2 separate regions of the Mus musculus genome follow, and region 1 is linked to region 2. Evidence: chromatin contacts called from public Hi-C data. All regions are on one chromosome and are shown on one strand. The core of a region is the stretch at or near the end of the contact, and the rest is flanking DNA. Distances in the headings are between cores, read along the strand shown.

What was found. A called contact is a pair of places that touch in the nucleus more often than the background predicts.
Region 1: a contact with region 2 is called in a Hi-C map of the N1E-115 cell line, with 2.7 times the contacts expected there. The contact joins the enhancer-like site here to the promoter of Ap1s3 in region 2. A contact is called at or near these places in 2 of 484 Hi-C or Micro-C datasets (CD4 T cells and the N1E-115 cell line) and 5 of 115 datasets of contacts at active chromatin or transcription factors (CD8 T cells, bone marrow-derived macrophages, effector CD8 T cells and 2 more).

Annotation. Positions count from the first base shown.
Region 1 is chr1:79,560,076-79,565,086 of GRCm38.p6, reverse strand. No RefSeq gene overlaps it. Among named protein-coding and RNA genes, the nearest start is that of Gm24160, 49 kb to the right of the region's middle. Within about 2 kb of position 3,691, at least 36 of the 459 cell types and tissues checked have an H3K27ac peak or open chromatin away from gene starts, as enhancers often do. A contact at or near this core is called in CD8 T cells, the N1E-115 cell line, bone marrow-derived macrophages and 2 more, where this site is marked.
Region 2 is chr1:79,667,872-79,673,427 of GRCm38.p6, reverse strand. It overlaps Ap1s3 (adaptor-related protein complex AP-1, sigma 3), which reads left to right and starts at 1,456. Exons shown (of 5, transcript NM_183027.2): 1 at 1,456-1,578. The coding sequence starts at 1,576.

The DNA.
Region 1 (5,011 bases), core at 2,442-4,941, 110 kb after region 2:
CCCTAGAAAACGTAAGATTCTGCCCTTGTTAGCTCTGACTATCAGCTTTACACAGCTCAGAGTCATATAACAGAGACATTTTCTAGACAAAATGGTGGTTTGTGGGCATGCCTTTAGGGGTTTCTCTTGATTGTTAATTTATGTAAGAGGGTCCAGCCCACTGTGAGCTGTACCATCCCTGCACAGGTGGTCCTGGGCTGCATATGGAAGCTAGCTGGGCAGGAGATGGTGCCAGTTACCAGGCAGAATTCCTTCCTTGGTTTTGTTTTACTTCATTGACAGTCAGTGGGCTTCCTAGTTAGAAATAATGCTGCCTTCAAGTTCCTGCTTGTGTTTATGGCCATTGACTTCCATCAGTGAAGAACAATGACCTGGAGTATAAGCCCAACAAATCCTTTCTTGCCCTCAGTTGCTGTTGGTCACAGTATTTTATCACAGCAACAGAAGCAAGCCAGATCAAAGCTGATTTAAAAAAAAAATCAAACAAAAACAAGCACTTGGATATAGGGAAGGAACATTCTTTTTATGGTAAAGGAAAATAAATGCTATGGATTGTTTTCCTTTAAGAGAACTTGGCAATTTGTAGTAAAATGTAAAACACACATCCTCATAAGAAGCAATTTCACTTCTAGAAATATGTATATGTTTAGGAATGAAGAAAATGAAAGTAGCAATCACTAATTCAAATGTAGCTTTGGTACAATGAGCACTTGAGGCTGGATGCTTGTCCCATATACTTTGTATTATTATGTACCAAGCATCAGGACATTATTTAAGAAGTTCTGAAAGGCCAAAAGAAAACAGTGTGTATGAGCCAAAGTGTAAGAACAGTGAAATCAATTTCTATCATGAATACATCCCGGTTTTATGATGGTATGTGTTACATTAAAAACATTATAAATAATGCAATTCACAAACAACAAGTGCATTAAAAATTTGTTTGATTGTTCACTATGAATTGAATACAATAGCCCACACCTAAGGAAACAGATTCAAATATTAGGTGGCTTAACTATTTCCTAAGGATGAGAAGGAGCAATATTTTGAACAAACGGAGACATGTTATGTCAATTGCTAAGTCATCTGGTGAGGATAACAGTTGCTATAGCAATCCAGAGACAGAACCCACCACATGCTAATTTCTGTGTCAGGCATCCTCTGATTCCTGCTGCCCTGAATTTATCCAATTTCTATATCTAATATTACCTGTGTGGTCCATGGAGTACTACAGCAATGGCTGTTGATTCATCTGCTATACAACAATCCATTTCGTCTGGCTCAGGTTTAAGTCCCCATTGTTCCTTTCCAACTACAATCACCTCCTAAAATAAGACTATAGACTACAGACACCAGAGAGAAAGGCAGTGCTTTTACCTGTAAGGTTTGCTGACCCTGTTTCTAGAAACATACTTTATCAATAAGAAGTTTCGTTTATAATCTAAACAGGACCCTAAGCACACTGCTAAAGACAGGCCCCGAGCTAGACTTTAATGCTAGCAACCTCACTTCTTAACTGTGTGACATTGACAGTCTATGGTCAACTGTATTTTTATCCCATTCTCCATAACCTAGAGACAATTATACTTTCTTTATGTACTTTCAATGAAGACCAAATAAGTCAACGTATATTACAAAGTATTTAGTATAGTAGCTGGCACATATAAAAGCCTTCTAAATTATAGCTGCTGGAAGAAGCTTTAGTTATGAGGTATGTCGGTCCCTTCCTTGCCACGAAACTGTGTATTTATGTAGGGATGCTGGTTGTGGCTCCATTCTGGCCATTCCTAACAGATAATGTAGCAGAGTAAATTCTATGCTAGCCTCTGGCACTTCTTTTTTTTTCTTTTTTTCTTTTTTTTTTGTTTTTGGTTTTTTGAGACAGGGTTTCTCTGTGTAGCCCTGGCTGTCCTGGCACTCACTTTTTAGACCAGGCTGGCCTTGAACTCAGAAATCCGCCTGCCTCTCCCTCCCAAGTGCTGGGATTAAAGGTGTGTGCCACCATGCCCGGCTGCCTCTGGCACTTTTTCTTTCTTTCTTTCTTTCTTTCTTTCTTTCTTTCTTTCTTTCTTTCTTTCTTTCTTTCTTTCTTTCTTTCTTCCTTCCTTCCTTCCTTCCTTCCTTCCTTCCTTCCTTCCTTCCTTCCTCTCTCTCTCTCTCTCTCTCTCTCTCTCTCTCTTTCTTTTTTATTAGCCTGACTCTTTGCTGCTGGCTTTAAGTACCAGTGTTGTGCTTATAACTGGGCAATGCAGCTATGTTTTTGGGACTCAGCTGGACAAATGTGGAAGCTACTCTGGGAGGAGCAAGAGAGACATCAGCGAGTTTGGATGGAAACAAATGAAAGAAATGAACAGAGGCAGCAAAACACATTTTCTGAGACTGTTTGACCAGCTAATAAAAGTAGCTTGATAGTGACTAGTTTTATCATCAATCAACTAATTCAATTAGTTTTTTCTTGTGATGAGATCTATCTATATAGCTAGGCTGGAGTCAAACTTGAGATGCTCCTGCTTCAGCCTCTGAAGTACTGGAACTGCAGGTATCTGCCATTAGGCCTAATTTTAAAAGAATGCAATGAGGACTAAGAAATTTGGCATACTCCTTTTACTTTGTTGTCCTGAAAACAGATGAAAAGAGCCATGAAAGACAGGATGATAAAAGAATAGAATGATAAAGTAAGTTTGTAAGACCCCCAAGAGAGTTTTCCTAACTGTCTCCATGGTTGATAGGGTAGGAATGTCTCCATCAGAACTCACATTAAAATTAAAACCTCATTGGGACTTAATAAGAGGTTTAGGTCACCAGGACAGAGCCTTCATGAATGGGTTCATCCATTCACAGATTAATAGACAGGTAAGTTATTTCATCATTTCAAGAGTGGCTTTGTGATAAGATGGAGTTTGGCTTTATCTCTCATATGTACTCACTGTATGGCCTCCTTTTATTCTGAGGACCATTCCAAGAATACCTACCAACAAGCTGTCTACCAGAGATGGCCTCTCAGTTTTGGCCTACCAAGCTGCCAACATTGTAATAAAAAAATTCCCTTTATAAGTTGCCCTACCTCAGGCTTTCTGCTCTATTTTACAGAAGCAGAAAATAAACCAGGTCTTCCTTTGCTTTGAAACAGATGCTTATCCATCGCAAATTCTATTGTTTAAATAAATATAGAAGAACAGAATGTAAGAGAATTTAAGACTATCTTCTTTCTGAATGACTATTTTATATTTTATTGACTAAAATCATTAAACATTTTCTACACCCTAAGGAAGCACATTTTGTGATGTCGCCTGTTGCATAGTTACTGTGATTACTAATTTAAATGGCTAATTTGGCTTCTTCTGAACATATTGATTTATGTGCTCCTTAGGGAGAAAATCATAAATTATCTCATTGGGGTTAGATGGTTCCTGTCAGTCTAGTAAATTTCATGCTTAATACAGACATGTTTATCAGAAAAATCCAGAAGCCCATTAGAACTTCATGAGTTCTGAGAGTGAGGATCGTTGTTAGATTGAATCAAAAGCTATAGGATTCAGAAATGCATTGCATGTGGGAAAACAGCAATCTTAATGTTGCCATATGTTCACTGTCTTTGCTTCTCAGTTTCAAACAAACTCTAAGTCAGGTTGGCTGGATGTGAAGCCAGAGTTCAAACAGGCAAGCACACCAACCTGTGACTCATTTCCTTCCGTTTCTGACTCATAATTCTTCCTTGTTCATTCGGATCGAGGCAAAAGGTTTCAAGATAAACTTCCTTGAAGAGCTTGGCCTTCTTTTGTAAGGAGGCAGGGAGGCACTTAATGTCACTTCCATTGTTTTTTCAGATATGTATTGCCTTCGATGGGCAGCATTGTGACTGCCATTAAGTACTACCCACAGGGTTCAAGTCTCTTTTAGTTTCCATTCTTCCAAGCATATTCTCCATCAGTCTCCAGGATGACACATATTAACTTTCTTGGAACCAATCAGAAGGCCCTCTCTGTGGGAAACTAGTAAATCTGAGGTGACTATCAAAGTTTCCTTTCAATTTTGTTCCCTTTCGACGCTTCCTTTCCATTAGCTATCTGCCAGTTACCCCACCCACTTGGGAGATTCAGCTTGCGATTTCAGTGCTACTTTTCTCCTTTCTTGTATCCTGATGTCCCAGTGCCCGCCAGATTAGTTGCAGAGCAGGGCTGATAGAACCATTCCTAAAGGAACACGGCAGTTGAACTGAAAACAAAGAACAGATGTTGAAGTAGAAAGCTCGGATTCACTGTGTAACCAGAATGTATAAAAGGCATTATCTTGATGTCTATGGGCAAACTTAATTACCCTATCTCAAAATCATGTCTTCTATTTGGAGAAAAAAAAAAAAACTTAGGAGGAAATTGGGTTGAGAGAACAGGAAATAAGTTTATGTAACTGGGGACTTTGAAAGAAGCCAGTTCTGGGGGAAGAAGAGAAAGCTCACTGAGTAAAGAAAGCCTGCTGTGTAGTCTTGAGGACCTATCTGAGTTTGGAACCTTAGCACCCACATGAAAGTTGGTGAGGTAGTATGCACCTATAAACCCACTTGTCCACAGAGGATGGACAGAGACAGATGCATCCTGGATGCTCAGTGACCAGACAGTGTGGCCCAGATGTAAGCTCAAAAACCAAGTGTAGCTCAAAAACTAAGGTGGAGACCAATAACAAAAGGCATCTGAGGGTGAACTCTGACCACTCCTCCTCATATGCTCAGCTGATTGCCAATGCAGATATATTTAAAAATAAAAAAAAAAGAAGCCAACTCTAAATTGGAGTATATTTTTAATGGTGCTTTCCTGTAACGAACAATGTATTCTTAGCCAGAGTGAATTGGACTTGTAAGAACTAAGCTCAGAGAAAACATAGAGCCTTAAGTTCAAGACACTGTCCACCTTGGCTTATCCTAGAGGTCAACACAAGATCAGTTTGAAGGAAACCTCCCATAGTGTCTCTTACGGAACACAGGCAGCTTTATTTAGTGAGGATTTCAAATCCTCAGCTA
Region 2 (5,556 bases), core at 207-2,706:
CACCAGGGGGCAGTTTACCTGGCTTCCGGGTAATTTACAGTAGCTAATTTGTGTCTTGCTAGCCCAGCTGTTGGGGTCTCTTAGCATTTCCTGGGCTTTGTTGCAACTTGTATATCACCTATTGTTCTGTTGGGGACTGTGAGCACCAGTGACATCAGTGACATCAGTGCCCCCTCATTCATCACCAGGGCTCCCCCATAGGGCCTGGCATGAAGGAAAGGCATTAGTGGCAGGAATTCGGGAGCCCAGCTGGAGTTCTCTTTGCTTTCCTGTTCCTAGATGGGGGCTGGGGGGGCACGGGGTGTCTATATCCTGCAGATGGTTCAGATTAGATCCTGGAGAGGAATTCCGTCGACTTATGGGTCTAAGAGCCATTTAGACAAAGGTTAACCTTTAAGAGTCATTGTCTCTCTTTGGGTATATGGCGAAACCAGCCCATTCTCCCCAAATCAATCTGTGCTAAAACTCTGCTTAGAACTCGGAGACCTGGAGATTCTTTATTCCGGCTTAAAACTCCCCTAATTGTTTAGCCAATACCAAGTGGTCTGTCCTGAAACCATACACATAAGAGCAACACTAAAAGACCGAGCAGTAACACACACACACACACACACACACACACACACACACACACGCACACACACACCCCTAAAGAAAAAAGAAGCCACGATTTCAAATGAAACTGCGCCGGGGCAGGGTGGGTGGGTATACCTGGGGAAGAGGGGAATTTAAGGGAAGAAAGGGGAAAATGATGTAATTATATTTTAATTTAAATAACAAAACAGTCTAGGCCTAAAAATCAAGGGGAAGAAAAACAGCTGAAGAAAAACAAACACCACTCCCCCCCCCCCCGAGTTTCAGTACCTTAATGTAATAGAAAACTTTAAGCGGAGAGGGCTATGAATGTTCTTGAATTGCAATTTTGGTAAAAAGCAAAACAAAACTCAAGGGAGTGTGTGTGAAAACATTTTTCATGTATTTCTAGCTCTGGGAACTGCTCTCTCCCTGAGGTGTAGGGCCAGACTGCTTTTTACACTTTTCTCAGGTGTAAAGGCAAGCATCTTCTTTTGGCGGAAGGTCGCCAGTCCCATTCATGAAGCACACAACGTGGCAGCAGAAGAAGGATCGCAGACCCCAGACCAAAAGGGAAGCTGGGGCACCAGGCGCGGTCAGCGCAGAAGGTGCGCGCGCAGGTGTAAGCACTGCCCTGGGTGGGGCTAGCGGTGATGAGGGGCGTGGCGAACTGCGGGGTCCCCGTGGCGCAGGAGAGCAAAGGAAGAACCAGGGGGAGGAGGAGGGAGTGAGAAAGGGTAAAAGGGGGAGCTGGAGCGGGAGGCTTGTGAAGAGGCAGAGAAGGAGTGACACAATTTGAGGAAGCCAGGAGGAAGGTGTGTGGGAGGAGCGGAGGGGAGGAGCAGCCCGGTGCGGGGAGGAGTCTGCAAACTTTCAGTTCAAGGGCATTGTGGGAAGTAGCCATGGTCTGAGGCTAGCGCCTCACCTGTCAGCCGCCCGGGCTGCTACAGTCTCTTCTGGCCCTCGCATCCCGGGCAATCGCTGCTGTAGGGACCCGGGACCATGGTGAGTAGGGCTGAGCATCGTGATGGAGCTGGTCGAGGCGGTGCGCGCTCCAGGTGACACCTGCGGCTCCAGGGCCGAACACGCGGCTGGGGAGGGGGTACGCGCCTAACCTGGCTCTGGGTACCGCCGAGTCACAGGCGAGGGTGGCCCGGCTGCTCCGGACAGTGCAGGTCTCCCCGTTCCTGCGAGTCCCACGGACACCGGGCACCGCTCTTCATTCATTTCAGTCTCTTTCTCTGATCGCTTGGTCCGAGCCAGGCGCTGGGGATGTCGCGGGGGACCAGGTGCTTAACACTGGTAGGAAAGGATGCCTAGGGAAAGAGACGGTGATGGAATGGTGAAATAAAAATAACTTTCCAGAGCGAGGAGAACTCCCAAGCCTCAAGAAACCCGCCTGAGAGGTAATTTTTGATTTGGTGGCCTTTTTGAGGAAGTGACATTTGAGCTCCCCGAGGTGTTTTGGTAGAGCGCAGCAGTTGGAGGGGTGAGCGACTGTGAAGAGGAGAAATGAAACCCCGGTTTGTGGCTGGAGAGGCGGGAGGGATACCAGGTAGCAGTTCTTCATAAAGTAGAGTTTTGGGTTTTGATTCGCTCGAATTTTAACAGGAGTAGTGACCGTATCCATTCTACACTTCCTGAACCCTTTGATTGATGATGGAGAATGGACTGAGATGTGGGGGGGTGGGGGCGTGGGGTGGAATTCCTATCAAGATGAAAGCCCGGAGACCCGCTACACTCAGAAGTGGATATCCAGCTCTGGGTGGAAGCAATACCTGAGGTTTCTCTCGCGCTGGCTTTCTGCTGGGACAGTGACTAGTTTGGTAGCCTGTCCCACTTCCCTGGTTGTGCACACTTCCCAAATTCTCAGAGAAGTGACCTCCTGAAGGCACTCTCTGGATGCACGACAGAGAGCAGGTGACTTTAGAAAGAAGGTTGAGTTGGAGTAGTCCATTGCTGAGACACCCGGACAGATAGCCCAGAGGATGTCGGCAGGGTTCCCAGCGTGCCCATTTTTTGTTTGTTGAGGTAAATGCAGGGTGCAAAAAGGCCCCTGTAAATAACGGAGCAGCTCTCTTGGCTTGCTCAAGTTTCCCAAGGAACAAGGTACCCAGGAAGATAGCTCATTTGCCTAATGGAGGTGGGATGAAGGCTGGTTCCCAAGTATCTATGGAGCCCAAAGCTGCTTACTTCTTGAGGAAGGGGCAGGATTTGAGGTAAGGCCCTGAGTTCTAAACAGCACAAGGTGGGAGTTTTGTTTTTCTCCTCTCGTGTCAAATGACCTTCAGAATCTGGGAAGGTTCTCCAGCTTTCCCTCCAGTCCCTGTCCTCCTGTGTGTGTGTGCGGGCGCGCCTTGCTGTCCCTTGTCAGGAAATAGTGTTACTAGCACTTCTGGCAAAGCCAGCTCCTCCTCTCCATGATCTCCCGCCACCCTTGCAACCTCCAAACCAGGTGGTCATCTTTACCTGTGGCTGCTTGACCTCCATCTGGGTTTGTTCATTTGTTTAGTGGGATAGCAAACTGTTCCTAACTGATAGGACAGGTGTTCATTGGTGGCCTGGAAGCCCGGAAGGATCCCAAAGGGTTTATTAGCGGGTCATAAGATCAAACCCATTTTCATAAGGATGCTAATGCTTTTAATCTGCATTCTAAGGCTGTAGTGAAGGTTTTTTTTTTTTTTTTGAGTTCCAGTGTTTTGAAATATTAATAGCCCAACAAATCCAGCTGTCTTCTATTGGGCTAGATTCTATTGCCAAACTCTAATATGATGCTTCACGGCACCAATGTTCTTTCTCTTTCCCTCACACCCCGCCCCCTTTATTATTTACAACTGAATTAGTAAATACCTGAAGTTTATTCTTTTCTGTTTTGTTTTCTAACGCAGTAAGTATCACTGGCTCAGTAAACAGAAAATCTTTGGCGTTCTCATCGTCATGGAGACGCCCCAGGACCATGAACCAGCATACACACACACACACACACACACACACACACAAGTGCTTTAAGGAACTCCACCCTTGTCTGTGCTCAGCAGCATTTCAGCTCTCCTGCTCTGCTGTCACGAGCAAAAAGGGATCTGGTTCTATTGCTCACAAGCTTAGTAAACCCTTGCTTCTGACAGCCAGAGTGACAACTCCTTCCTCATTCCTAGATCCTATCTCTTGTTGGCTCCCTCAGAAGACACTTTCAGAAAGTGGTTCATTCTACTCTAGGCTTCATATCATGTGTGATATGAACTGCAGGCGTCATATCATGTGTGATACAAACTCCAGGCGTCATATCATGTGTGATATGAACTACAGGCATCATATCATATGTGACACGAACCCCAGGTTGGTTAGGCCCTGTTGCATCTTGGTCATGATGTCTGAATCATCTGTGCCTTCATCTTGCCTTCGGTTAGAAATCTTGATTTTAGAAAACAATGCTAAGCCTTCTGTGCTTAAGAAAACCCCACCCCACCCTCTGTACTTTGAAAAAAATATTATCAATAGAAATTTACAGTTGAATGTTTGAAAGAGTTGACAGAGGAAGAAGGACTTTTTGTAATGTTGCTTTATTTTTCCTTATAATAACATGGGGACAGCTAGAGAGAAAGTTGAGAGGCTTTGGGGATCCCTTAGTTTAAACAAAAAATGCAAGTAGGTTTTGATTTCTGAAGTCCTTGTAAAAAGTCGCTCTAACTTCTAAAGTCTCCTAGAGAGCATCAGAGAGGCATCGTCCCAGATAAAGAAACCCAAAGGGAGGTCCCTTCAGAAATGTGAATTGTTCTGTTGTAAACTCAGGTCATAATGTTTGGAATGGTATGGAGTAAGATCGATTTATATTAGCCAGTTCAGAGGTTTCTGGGTTTGTAACTTTTCAACTTTTGGGGTGACATGGTTTCACTATGTAATGGTGATTAGCTTGGACCTTGGTGTGTAGACCACAGGGCTGGCTTCTTATCTGTTCTGATGCTCTTTCTTCTTAGGAAGTGCTGGAATTCCAGGCGTGTGCCACCACTTGTGCTTGTGATTTTTAAATATGAGAGAGAGCTTGCTGACGGAATTGTGAAGCCATTTCTCTATCAGGCCTGCATTCCTTTGAATGACCCTTCTCCCAAATCCAATTATAAAAGAACTTGCCCCTGTTTGTACAGGGTGTGAAAGTGGAGAAGGCATTCTCGAAATTGTAGATCCTCCCACACTCCCTCTTCTTGCTATAGCAATGTCTGATACTTAGATAAGTCTGGTGATATTTTCCAATTTAAAATTCTAGCTTGAAGGGAATAGAATCCATTGGAGTAATGAGTTCTTCGCGCCTCCCCCCCCCCCCCCCCCCCGTGGCTCGGTCTGGGCTGTTGGCCAGCATTTAGTGTGGGGTGGGGAGCTTGGGAGGTGTAGGGAGAATGACCTTTGGTGGGATCTAGTTGTCCCAAGCGTTCTTCTCACATGTCATCAACACTACCACCAAGGCTCGTGTTGATCCCTGACCATGATAATGGCTTCTTCATAGTCCCCATCACTTATTCCGCTTGTCCTAAGTTTTGCCAACGGCTTTGCAGATTTTGCGTGTGGTTTTACCAGCAGAACTGGACAGAAACAGTTGGTGCAGTGTGTATTTGCCACCTTGGGTAGTCACTGCCTGTCCTTTAGGGGCTCAGGAATTACAACATTATGAGCTAAGGTATAACAACAAAAACTGCACCTTTTACACACACACACACACACACACAGAGAGAGAGAGAGAGAGAGAGAGAGAGAGAGAGAGAGAGAGAGTCAAATTCCTTTAAGAGTCCCTTGAGACTCACACTTCTTGAGGTCTCCATGGGTCAATTTTTCAGTTTTATCTTCTTGTCACCATCACCATAACTTCTTGCAGAGATCAGAGCCTTCTTCTCCCACTTGCTTTCTGCCTTGGCCTGATCCTTCTCCCCGTCATAGAATTTTTATTTCTGTCTTCTTCCCAGATACTTCCTTCTCATGGAGTTCTCGATTCTT